Regions from separate parts of the Mus musculus genome. Here region 1 is linked to region 2. A link is a contact called in public HiChIP or PLAC-seq data. All regions are on one chromosome and are shown on one strand. The core of a region is the stretch at or near the end of the contact, and the rest is flanking DNA. Distances in the headings are between cores, read along the strand shown. Region 1 overlaps Nfkb1 (nuclear factor of kappa light polypeptide gene enhancer in B cells 1, p105). Region 2 holds the start of Slc39a8 (solute carrier family 39 (metal ion transporter), member 8).

Region 1 (4,780 bases), core at 1,743-4,242, 220 kb after region 2:
TGTCTTCACAGTCTGCTGTTGTGACTGCCCTATTACTCTGTGTTCTTGGTCTCCTTCTGTCTTTTTACGTTGTGAACTTTACCCAGGTCTGTATGCATCTGCAGTTTTAGGGATACACTGGGGGTCTCGGACGTTCTCTTTCAGGATAATATGTGTCTAGTCCCGAAAAGTGTAAGAAAAAAGTCAACTGAAGGGTTTCTGGAAGAAAACCTTTCTCAAATCATTTTTGAGTGTTTCCCTCCTCCCCCTCCCCTTTGCTTTTGGAGAAGCAGTTAGTCTATTATTCTGAGAAAATATTAAAACAACTATCATACCCACCGCATGGTAGATGGGTATAATATGCCTACACAGCATACTGTGGGCTGGAGACACTGTACTGTAAACAAACTGAGTCACAGAAAATCATGCCAGGGAAGCACTTCAATGGTGTGTAAACTACTGCTCCTAACTGCCACGCATACGGCACAGTCAGTATTTATGTGTTCCTCTCGGGTCCGGCTATGATCCCCGTGCGTGGATTTCCAGCCATCTAGTTACACTCAGTTTTTAAGCATCGTTGCATCATGCTTGTGGATGCTGAGTAACGCTGCTTTTGCCTCAGATCTAGCTAGCTTAAGCATTTCAATGGAAATACAGTTCTTATAGCAGCATAAGTGTGCTGTTTAATGACTCACACCTGTAGCGTAAGTGACTTGAATGCTGTTTCCTGTCTCCTGTGTAAAATAACTGTGCTGAGCATGGCCTTTCTTTATTCCAGATAACATGTAAATGCTTTAAATGTCAGAGAGTGTAGTGCTAAGTGCTGGCTGCCCCTCTAAATTTATCATTCATTTCTCCACTAAAGTATCATTATATTACGTATTGGGTTCTTCTCACCAGGGGTCTTCATATTTAACTATTTTTTCTGTAGGTCTAAGTCTTGGTGTGAGTACTTACCGTTAGCTTTTCCCTTCACCTGGAAGAAAGGGACCTGCTCAGCCTTAAGTCCTCCAAGCTGCTAGTCTGGGCACTGCCTGTTTGTTCAGCTGTCTGTTTCCCACAGTGATTCTGCTAACTCTCGGGCAGAGCCAGCCTGTGTAGGCTTGTGCCTCCCCATGCCACAGCCTGCCTCCCTGAGTGGGTCCCCATACTGTTAACAATCTCCCTGATGTTCCCTTTGTCTCATTGCTGGTTCAGGGTATGGCTACTCGAACTACGGATTTCCTCCCTACGGTGGGATTACATTCCATCCCGGAGTCACGAAATCCAACGCAGGGGTCACCCATGGTAAGTCGGATCGGAATACCCAGAGCACTGCTCGGGCAACAGGATCATCTCTAAAAGCTTTGGAAAATTACTTTCCAATAAATTAATATTCTCAGGTTATTCTAGGACAGCATAAGGGACACCCCTGACACGTATTTGCTCATCACATTGTGTGGAAGCAGGACAGAGGCTCTAGACAAAAGATGAGACTTGACTACGCAAACACACAAATACCACCTTCACATCTGTCCCTTTACCCCAAGTCCTATCCTTCTGAAATCAGTTTTCATTTTGTAGGGTTGGCCTTTTCCACTCTTGGGCATCCTCTGAGTAGCTGTGGCTACAGGCTGCTCGTGGTTTATATAAAGCTGCATTCTTCTGTACCATGGAAATTATTCTATAAAGTCTTTCCATATATAATGCCAATTCATGCCAGATGCGTACATCACTGTAATCTTTTTTAAAGATTTTTAACTGGCATTGTCGTTTATCCTATAATCGGGTAACCATTCATCCCATAAAATAGAACTATTCTTTCCATTACCTATAACCTCATGACCCCTGTGCAAGGCCAGTGCTAGGCTTGGCACCTTCTGGACAGAGGTGAGGTTCAGAAACTTGACTTTCAGAAGACACTGTAGCAGGATTGGGTTTTGCTCCAGGTTTGCCCAGGAGTCTTACTGTCACTCTGTCACATAACGAGGTTCCTACAGCAACCACAGTCAGTCTAGTGATGGTGCCCTAGAGCCCTCCTGGCCACACAGAATGGAAATGAGCTCTGCTCGGCTCCCTTTCCCTTGCCACTCAGGATTAGGAAAGAAAATAACTGCTTTCGAGAACTTTCCAACTGGCTATCAGCGCACAGAACTTTATCTCATTTTTCTTCTTCACAGATAAACAAAATGAGATCCATGCCTTGTTTCTGTTTGGTTTTGTTTGAGAGAGAGAGAGAGAGAGAGAATATCACTGTGTAACCTTGACCTTCTGGGACATTGTGGGTGGAGCTCACTACAGCTGGCTACAGAATGAGTTTTGGGAAGGCAGGCTTTTAAATTGTTTCTGAATATTTAAAGTATTTCCGAAACATCCCAGGTTTTTTTGGTACACACCTTTAATCCCAGCACTTTTTGTGAGTTTAAGGCCAACCAAAGCTACACAGCAAGACCCTGTCTCAAAAAGTAAATAGAGAAGGAAATATAAACTATGTCCAGAACATATTATTTGTGTTATAAACATTTATAGTTTTCCATTTCCTGCAGATAAGCCTTCTTCCTATTTTCCTTTTTTCTGCCCTATGTTGAGACAGTGAGCTATAGCTTAATAGATTTTCTACGTTTTTTTCCCTAGGCACCATAAACACCAAATTTAAAAATGGCCCTAAAGATTGTGCCAAGAGTGATGACGAGGAGAGTCTGACTCTCCCTGAGAAGGAAACTGAAGGTGAAGGGCCCAGCCTGCCCATGGCCTGCACCAAGACGGAACCCATCGCCTTGGCATCCACCATGGAAGACAAGGAGCAGGACATGGGATTTCAGGGTAGGTGAGCTTGCCCACGAGGGCTTCCAGGGACAGCTAGGGTGGGGTTTCAGGGTAGGTGAGCAAGCCCACGAGGGCTTCCAGGGACAGCTGGGGTGGGGTTTCAGGGTAGGTGAGCAAGCCCACAAGGGCTTCCAGGGACAGCTGGGTAGGGGCAATTCTAGGTACAGGAAGCTGTCTCCAGAAGACAGGTTTCCTTCCTGTTAATCTAAAGCTGATGAGTCAGCATCTCCTCTGAGTGCTCTGCACCGTGCCCTGTGCCCTGCAAGAGAGGCGTCCTGTGGATCCAGTCATCTTTGCAGCCTCAGCTCTGATTATAAAGTGCAGAAACTTGCATGTACATTGCCTAGTCTGTGCAGTTCTGGGTATGAGAAGAGGCAACTCACTTTGTCCCTGGCCCAGGTAACAAGTCTCCATGTCCTTCGCGCACCTCCCTCCCAGCAGCCGGCTCAGCTGCCACACTGAAGACGTTTGCCTGAAAATGGGAGTTTTCCTTTATTCTCTTGTCCTCCTTGAAGAAGTAGAATTGAAAGGGAACGTTCCATCTGAGCAGGCCTCATTGGCATATGAGTCATGATTCTCGATCAGACGCCATCTGTAAAGAGATAGTAACTATTTACACATAGTGGCCGTACACATGGTTACTATCACATATTTTTTTCCCTTTTTTCTGTTTTTAAAATACTTCTTCTGAGATGCACAGTATATGTGTACAGAGCCATATGGAAACAGGGTAGATTTGCCCATTTGGGTTGAGGTTAGTCTGCTGTCCCTTGACCTTAAGATAATAAAATTTCCAAAACCCCTGGGGTTTCTGAGACTGCCTGGCACCCAAGGGTGTGTTTCCTCACTTTGACTCAGACAGGATTCCAGAAGAGACTTTGTTTGTAAAGTGATTGGCTATTTAAAATTATGGCAAAAGCCAAGTACCCTGAGATTGGTTGCTCCCCTTCAATCATAGACACTGATTGTTCTTCTCAAAATAGCAGATGTTTCTAGATTGTTCCTCACAGACACTTTAAAATCAACCTCTTAACTGTATTATCTGTCAGTGAGACAATGCCCGAAATGCCCGATTGTGCTTGTTCTAGTCAACACAATCCAGAGGCAGCAAAAGGAGCATTTTCAGCTAAAATGGTGTGCCATGCCGCACACGCGGGGCGAGCAAATGACACTCAGCTGTGCTTGTGGGCATTACCTTGCAGATAACCTCTTTCTTGAGAAGGCTCTGCAGCTCGCCAGGCGACACGCCAACGCCCTTTTCGACTACGCAGTGACGGGGGATGTGAAGATGTTGCTGGCCGTGCAACGCCATCTCACCGCCGTGCAGGATGAGAATGGGGACAGGTGAGTTGAGTGGGGACTGTTGCACAGCAAGCTCTGTTTCAGGACGGGGAAAGGCAAGGATACTGCCCCCACAAACTGCCTTTGAAAGGGAGCTGCCCTCATCTGACAAGACCTCGAGTATGCTGTCTCCCTAGGCAAGAAGGCTCAGATGTGTGTAATCATGCTAATTTTACACCCCTGCTTTGTGTACTAAAATAGTAATTGAGAAAATTATTGACAGCCCTGCAAAGTCCCTGAAGTGTTATTGTCATAGTGTACCCAAGAAAGCCAGGTAAGAACAACATTAGTAGAGTAACTAAGAGGAAATGCCATTCTCTCCTAGCTACTAGCTGCTTCTCTGTGGCCTCTGTTAAGGGTCACGAGGATGTGAGTGGGTCAGGCTCTGCCTCAGCTCCAGGCCAGGCTGTGTGGGAGTCTGACATTCCAGATGCCATGCCTGCTGTCTCTTCCTGAGGTTCTGTGCACATAGCTACCTGGCTCCTTCCTAAATGGTTCTCTTAGTCCTTCCATTGAGACTTCTGAAATGATCTAAAAGCCTATAAATATAGCCAGAGACAGCAGTCTTGAGATTCAAGTGCTTTATCTAAGTGATCCTAAAATAGCGTTAACACTGAAAAGAAGCCCTTTGCTGTGGAAGCATTCTGGAGTGCTG
Region 2 (4,997 bases), core at 842-3,341:
AATACGTCTAATTTAATCCCCAGGAAGGAAGGAAGGAACCTAACTATAATGCTAATGAATGTTGAGGAATTTATCTGAGTAAAGTTTCCTTCATTGTAATCAAAGATCAGACTCTTTGGAAAATGTCACGTTTCCAAAAGCAGAGCTGTAGAATATAGAATTTCCCAAACATCTTAGGAACAGAAACTTTTCTAGCAAACCTCCACTGCCCCCAAATGATAAACTCTATATGAACTGCCCCATCTGCTAGTTAGCGTGTAGGTAAGCAAGAACGTGTAGAATGAAGTATTGATTTAATTGCCACCTCTAATGGCTTGCTGGGCTGGGGATTAGAACTTGCGGTCTCCATCACCAGATGATAGCCCAAGCCCTGAGACAAATGTGATTTTTAATTACTCTATAAAGTTCAAGCCCACCCTTAAACCTGAGGCATTAGTACATGACTAGGTACGCATGTACTGAAAAAAATGTACGTTTTGTTATTTTGAATGAATTTTAGAGTTAAACACATGACATGACGTGACTAGAAAATGACTCCAACCCCAGGCTGGCACCAACTGAACCAGTAATCACGGGGTGATCTGAGTTTTAAGGTGTCCACAGTTTCCCCATCTGTAAGGTGTGCTGTTTCAGCCCTAACGGCCTTATGCAATATTCACAAGAGTGTTTTTAAATGGGAGTGGTCACTCACCCTGAAACTGATAAGGACCGCAGGTGACAGGTTCCTACTGCTGAATGTGTAAGTTAAGTAAATGGCTCTTTCCTTAAGAATTAAATATACCATTCCTATCTAAAGTTCATATCTTGGGTGAGTTTCCGCCCTCAACTACTTCGTAGACCTATCCGTTTTTCTATAGATCAACAAGTCCTCTGGTAGCTCAACTTCTCATTTTGGCTTGCCAGATCTCTAACTCAAGTCCCTTAATGCCCGGTGAACCAACCGGTGAGGATCAAATGACCGCTTCAAACTTGAAAAACTTCACGAAATCCTTTCTCTGGTGCTACTGCTCTGGGGATGGGAATCTGAGAAAACTGCAGAGAACGGGGCCACCCTTACCTGGTTGAAGTGCAGCTGGCCCAGGTCCAGCGCTCCCTGCTGGGATGCAGCCCCCAGACGCTCCAGCAGGCGCCCCAGCTGCGCGGCCGACAGGCTCCGGTTGGCGCCGAACACGCTCAGCACATCCTCACTGAAGGCGAGCTCCGGTCCCTCCGAGGGGTGTCCCAGGCTGGTGGCCGCCAGCAGCAGCAGCCCGGCCACTGCCCGGCCCGGAGCCATCGTGGAGCGCGCAGCTCCGGAGCTAGCTGATGCAGGGACCCGCGCCGGTGCCCCGGTGTCAGTGCCGTTAGGGTGGGGGTGGGAGGGTGCGCCGGTCCCGCGTCACTGCCTGGCCCAGTTAGCGAGACACTCCGTGCCCCCGCTCTGCAGTCTCAGACCTTCGGGGCATTGAAGAGGTAGAACAGCCAGAAGGGCGATAGGCAGTGTGGCCTCTCGGAGCCTCCTGCGGAGCCTGAGATAAAAGGAACAAAGGGGGACAGAGATAAAGGGCACTGGGTCAGCAGTCTGCGGGCCCCAGAGCTCTGAGTGGCCAGAGTCTCGAACTCCGAGCCGGGCGTGGGGCCAGCTGCCCGGAGCCTGGTTTGCTGAAGCCCCAGGATTTGCTTACAGTGTGGTGACTCTCGCTTGTCCCGGATATAAAGCCCCAACCGCGCCACACTTCGGGGAACTAAATCCTCTGACTGTGCAACCCCAACTCCTCTTCCTGTCTTGAGGCTTTTTTTTCCCGCCGCAGAAACGTGGAAGGGTCGGGACTGAAGCTCCCACCCCCCAAAAATCTGCAGAGAAACACTCCCTCGGGGTCCCCAGGTTCCCGCGTCTACGCTGGACCCTCTCTGCACAACTGGCTGTGAGCTTGGCAAGTTGAAACGGAGAAGTTGCTAGCCTCTCACCTCTACTGTCTATGTCAGCCCCTGAGGTTCAAATATATTCAAAATACTTCTCTCTCTCTCTCTCTCTCTCTCTCTCTCTCTCTCTCTCTCTCTCTCTCTCTCTCTCTCTGTCTGTCTTTCTCTCTCCTTTCTCTAAGAAACTCTGAGATCAGGCCCTGCACCCTTTAGAGATAAGAAGGGGAGGGAGAGTGTTGTCCCCGCCCCTGAAGCACGTGGTGTCACACTCCCCCAGGCTGATCTCCCAAGTGCGTCCACGCCGGGGCGCTTACCTCTCTGTCTGCCATCCCAGCCGCTGTGGTGCCTACTCCCTGGAGCCCACCTCCACGGTGGGATCCCTAGCCCCCTTCCTGGTGTCCCGGCCCACTTTTTTGGTGACCTCCATGAAATCAGCTTCCTGCAACGGTGTCTAGAGCCCCTTGCATTGTCTCAAAAATGAACAGGAATTGGTTTTTTGCCTCACTTCTTAAAAATCAGAGGAGAAAGAGGAAACCAAATCAGTCGCAAGTTGGTGGGCTAGCTGAGCCAGCAGGGGCCTCGCGGGCCCTTCCTGACGCCGCTCGGGATATCCGCAGATCACAAGGAATGTTTATTTGCTCAGACGAAGGTTCAAGAAAAGCTGAGTTGGGTGTCAGGTCAACAAGTTTGTGTAAAGTGAATGTGGTGTTTGGGGACAAAGGTTGTGTCCGGTGGATGAAACGATCTAGAAATAAAGAAATAAAGTGAAACCCGCTCGGCTGTCAGAAAAAGAATTCAAAGTGCTGTTCATGCCTTTCAGGATGGGTGTGTGTGTGTGTTTTACCCTCCTAAAAACAGCAAGTTTAAAAACAGGCAGACAGCTAACAGAAAAACAAGGTAGAAGGAAAAAGAAACTATTACTCATAAGAAATTTGGCGCTCTCCCTCTCTCTTTCTCTCTCTCTCTCTCTCTCTCTCTCTCTCTCTCTCTCTCTCTCTCTCTCTCTCTCCCCCCCCCCGTGTGTGTGTGTGTGTGTGTGTGTGTGTGTGTGTGTGTGTGTGTGTGTGGCAGGAGGGGGGGCGGGGGCGGGGGTGCTGGATTCTAGGAAGATGGGGGCCTAGGCAAGAACAACAGAAGGACTTTCCTGTGATAGAGGTGGGGATATGTTCCGTCTCACACCAGAGGCATTAGGCAGCTGTACAGGGCAGCTGCCAGGAGGAAGTTTTCTGCATAAGTGTGCCAAGCCTTAATGTGGAGAATAATTTCTTCATGACTGGAAGCAATTCAGATCAACAGATCCCAGGTGAGAAGCACTCACCTGTACATGACAAAAAGCCCTGCCTTGAAAGGCAGTGAACTAAATGATCCTGAGGCTGGACTCTTTCCAATTAAAAAAAAAAAAAAATCTGTCCGATGTTGGTATTAATTTACAGAACGGTACTGATGCTCAAAGGGCAAACCTCTCACAAAAGGGCCAAATGTAAGTTGATAGCACAAAGGAGCTCTTGCATCTACCCAGCTGATAAGTTTCTGATTAAAAAAAAAAAGTCTCTTCAACTTTTTAGTGGAGTTTTAAGTGTAGTATATTGTCTATTTCTCCCTTTTTGCTTTAGTGACAAACGAGCAAGTGGCTTCTGAGCACGAGTGGATCCTTTAAAAGGCTGGACTCCTTATCTGGCATTAAAGCCCTGGGAGGCCTTTGGTCCTGTGGAGGCCTGATGCCCCTGTGTAGGGGGATGCTAGGGAGGTGAGACAGGAGTGGGTTGGTGGGTGGGTGACCGAGGGGAGGGAGGGTGGGATTGGGGTTTGCAGAGGGGAATCTGGGAGAGGAGACAAATTTTGAAATGTAAATAAATAAAATAACCAATAAAAAAAGAAAGCTAGAAGGAAAAAAAAAAAGGCTGGCCTCCATCCAAAGGGTGGTCTCTTCTTTTCAGGATATCCACAGCTAACTCTGTGGATAAAAATGAAGTGCTGAGCTGTTTGGGTAGTGGACAAGTGCAGCGAATGAATTTTCAATAATACAAAGGTTACGTTGTGGATTTCTTTAGGTATAATTTATTTGACAGCCACTGGGTAAGCACATATTTACCAGCCAATTGAACCCTATGGAACAATAAAATAATAACCTGCTTGAAAACTTTATTAAGTACAGTTCATACAATGTAAGTATACAAGTTAAGAGAAAATACTTGGAAAATTGCAAGTTGACAGACAATTTGGGGCTAATGTCTAGTTCTTCTACCTTAATAAATTATCATCATTATAGCACTATTCAGATTTTGTTTGGTACTCAAACTGTGGCATTTCATCAGTAATATAACTAGTAATGAAAAAAAGCTACTAGTTTAAAACACAAGGTGTAATGCACAAAATACTTCCTTTTTAAAGAAATGTACTTTGAAATTCAAGTAGTTTTAAATGATAAAACAAGGTGAGCATACAACGAATATTGGCCGGAGGGTTTGAAAGCTACCGTTTTCTGTTTCCAACTGTCATGTGGAAAGTCACTTGAAAAACACAGGCATCTATTCAGTTTGCTCAACAAGAAACAAGGTAACGAGCCAAGTGAGGAATCAACCCAGACTCTTTGTTTCTGAGTATCTAACTTAGAAGTCACTTGTCAGAATAAAATATCAAAACACTTCGAAGAAATTAAAGATTAATTCTGCAAATGAAAGGTCTGCTAACTTCAATTTTACAATATTTTTGTTTGGTTGGTTGGGTTTTGTTTCTGTTTTTTGAGACAGAGCCTCATATAACCCAGACTGGTGTCAAACTTACTACTATATAGCTAAAAATAACCTTTGAGTTCTAATTCTCCTGCCTCTACCTCCCAAGTGCTGGGATTTGGGGCCTGTGCTATCACTCTGGTTGCTGCTGGGGCTCAAACCTAGACCATATGCTGAACAAACACTCTATCAGTTGAGCTATATCCCCAGCCCACCTTTTCTTGATAGTTCCAATTTTTTCTCAGCCCAAATATTTTGCTACTGCAGCAAATACAAAGCAAATTTATGTCTTTGTAGTGTGTGCACCTCTCTGTAGACGCACTAAGAATTCTAATTCTAGGCCGGGCGTGGTAGCGCACGCCT

What was found. HiChIP or PLAC-seq counts read pairs in DNA pulled down with a chosen protein or histone mark.
Region 1: a contact with region 2 is called in an H3K4me3 HiChIP or PLAC-seq map of bone marrow-derived macrophages, with 5 times the contacts expected there. The contact joins the enhancer-like site here to the promoter of Slc39a8 in region 2. A contact is called at or near these places in 4 of 484 Hi-C or Micro-C datasets (CD8 T cells, embryonic stem cells, erythroblasts and 1 more), 3 of 115 datasets of contacts at active chromatin or transcription factors (the 230-238 cell line, CD8 T cells and bone marrow-derived macrophages) and 3 of 9 other capture datasets (adipose tissue, liver and pancreatic islet).

What each region holds. Positions count from the first base shown.
Region 1 is chr3:135,603,058-135,607,837 of GRCm38.p6, reverse strand. Nfkb1 (nuclear factor of kappa light polypeptide gene enhancer in B cells 1, p105) reads left to right here. Exons shown (of 25, transcript NM_008689.2): 14 at 1,177-1,266; 15 at 2,593-2,781; 16 at 3,987-4,128. Among named protein-coding and RNA genes, the nearest start is that of Gm46827, 3.0 kb to the left of the region's middle. Within about 2 kb of position 2,992, at least 65 of the 459 cell types and tissues checked have an H3K27ac peak or open chromatin away from gene starts, as enhancers often do. A contact at or near this core is called in CD8 T cells, bone marrow-derived macrophages and myeloid progenitors, where this site is marked.
Region 2 is chr3:135,822,751-135,827,747 of GRCm38.p6, reverse strand. It overlaps Slc39a8 (solute carrier family 39 (metal ion transporter), member 8), which reads right to left and starts at 2,091. Exons shown (of 9, transcript NM_001135149.1): 1 at 1,948-2,091; 2 at 1,058-1,508. The coding sequence starts at 1,276.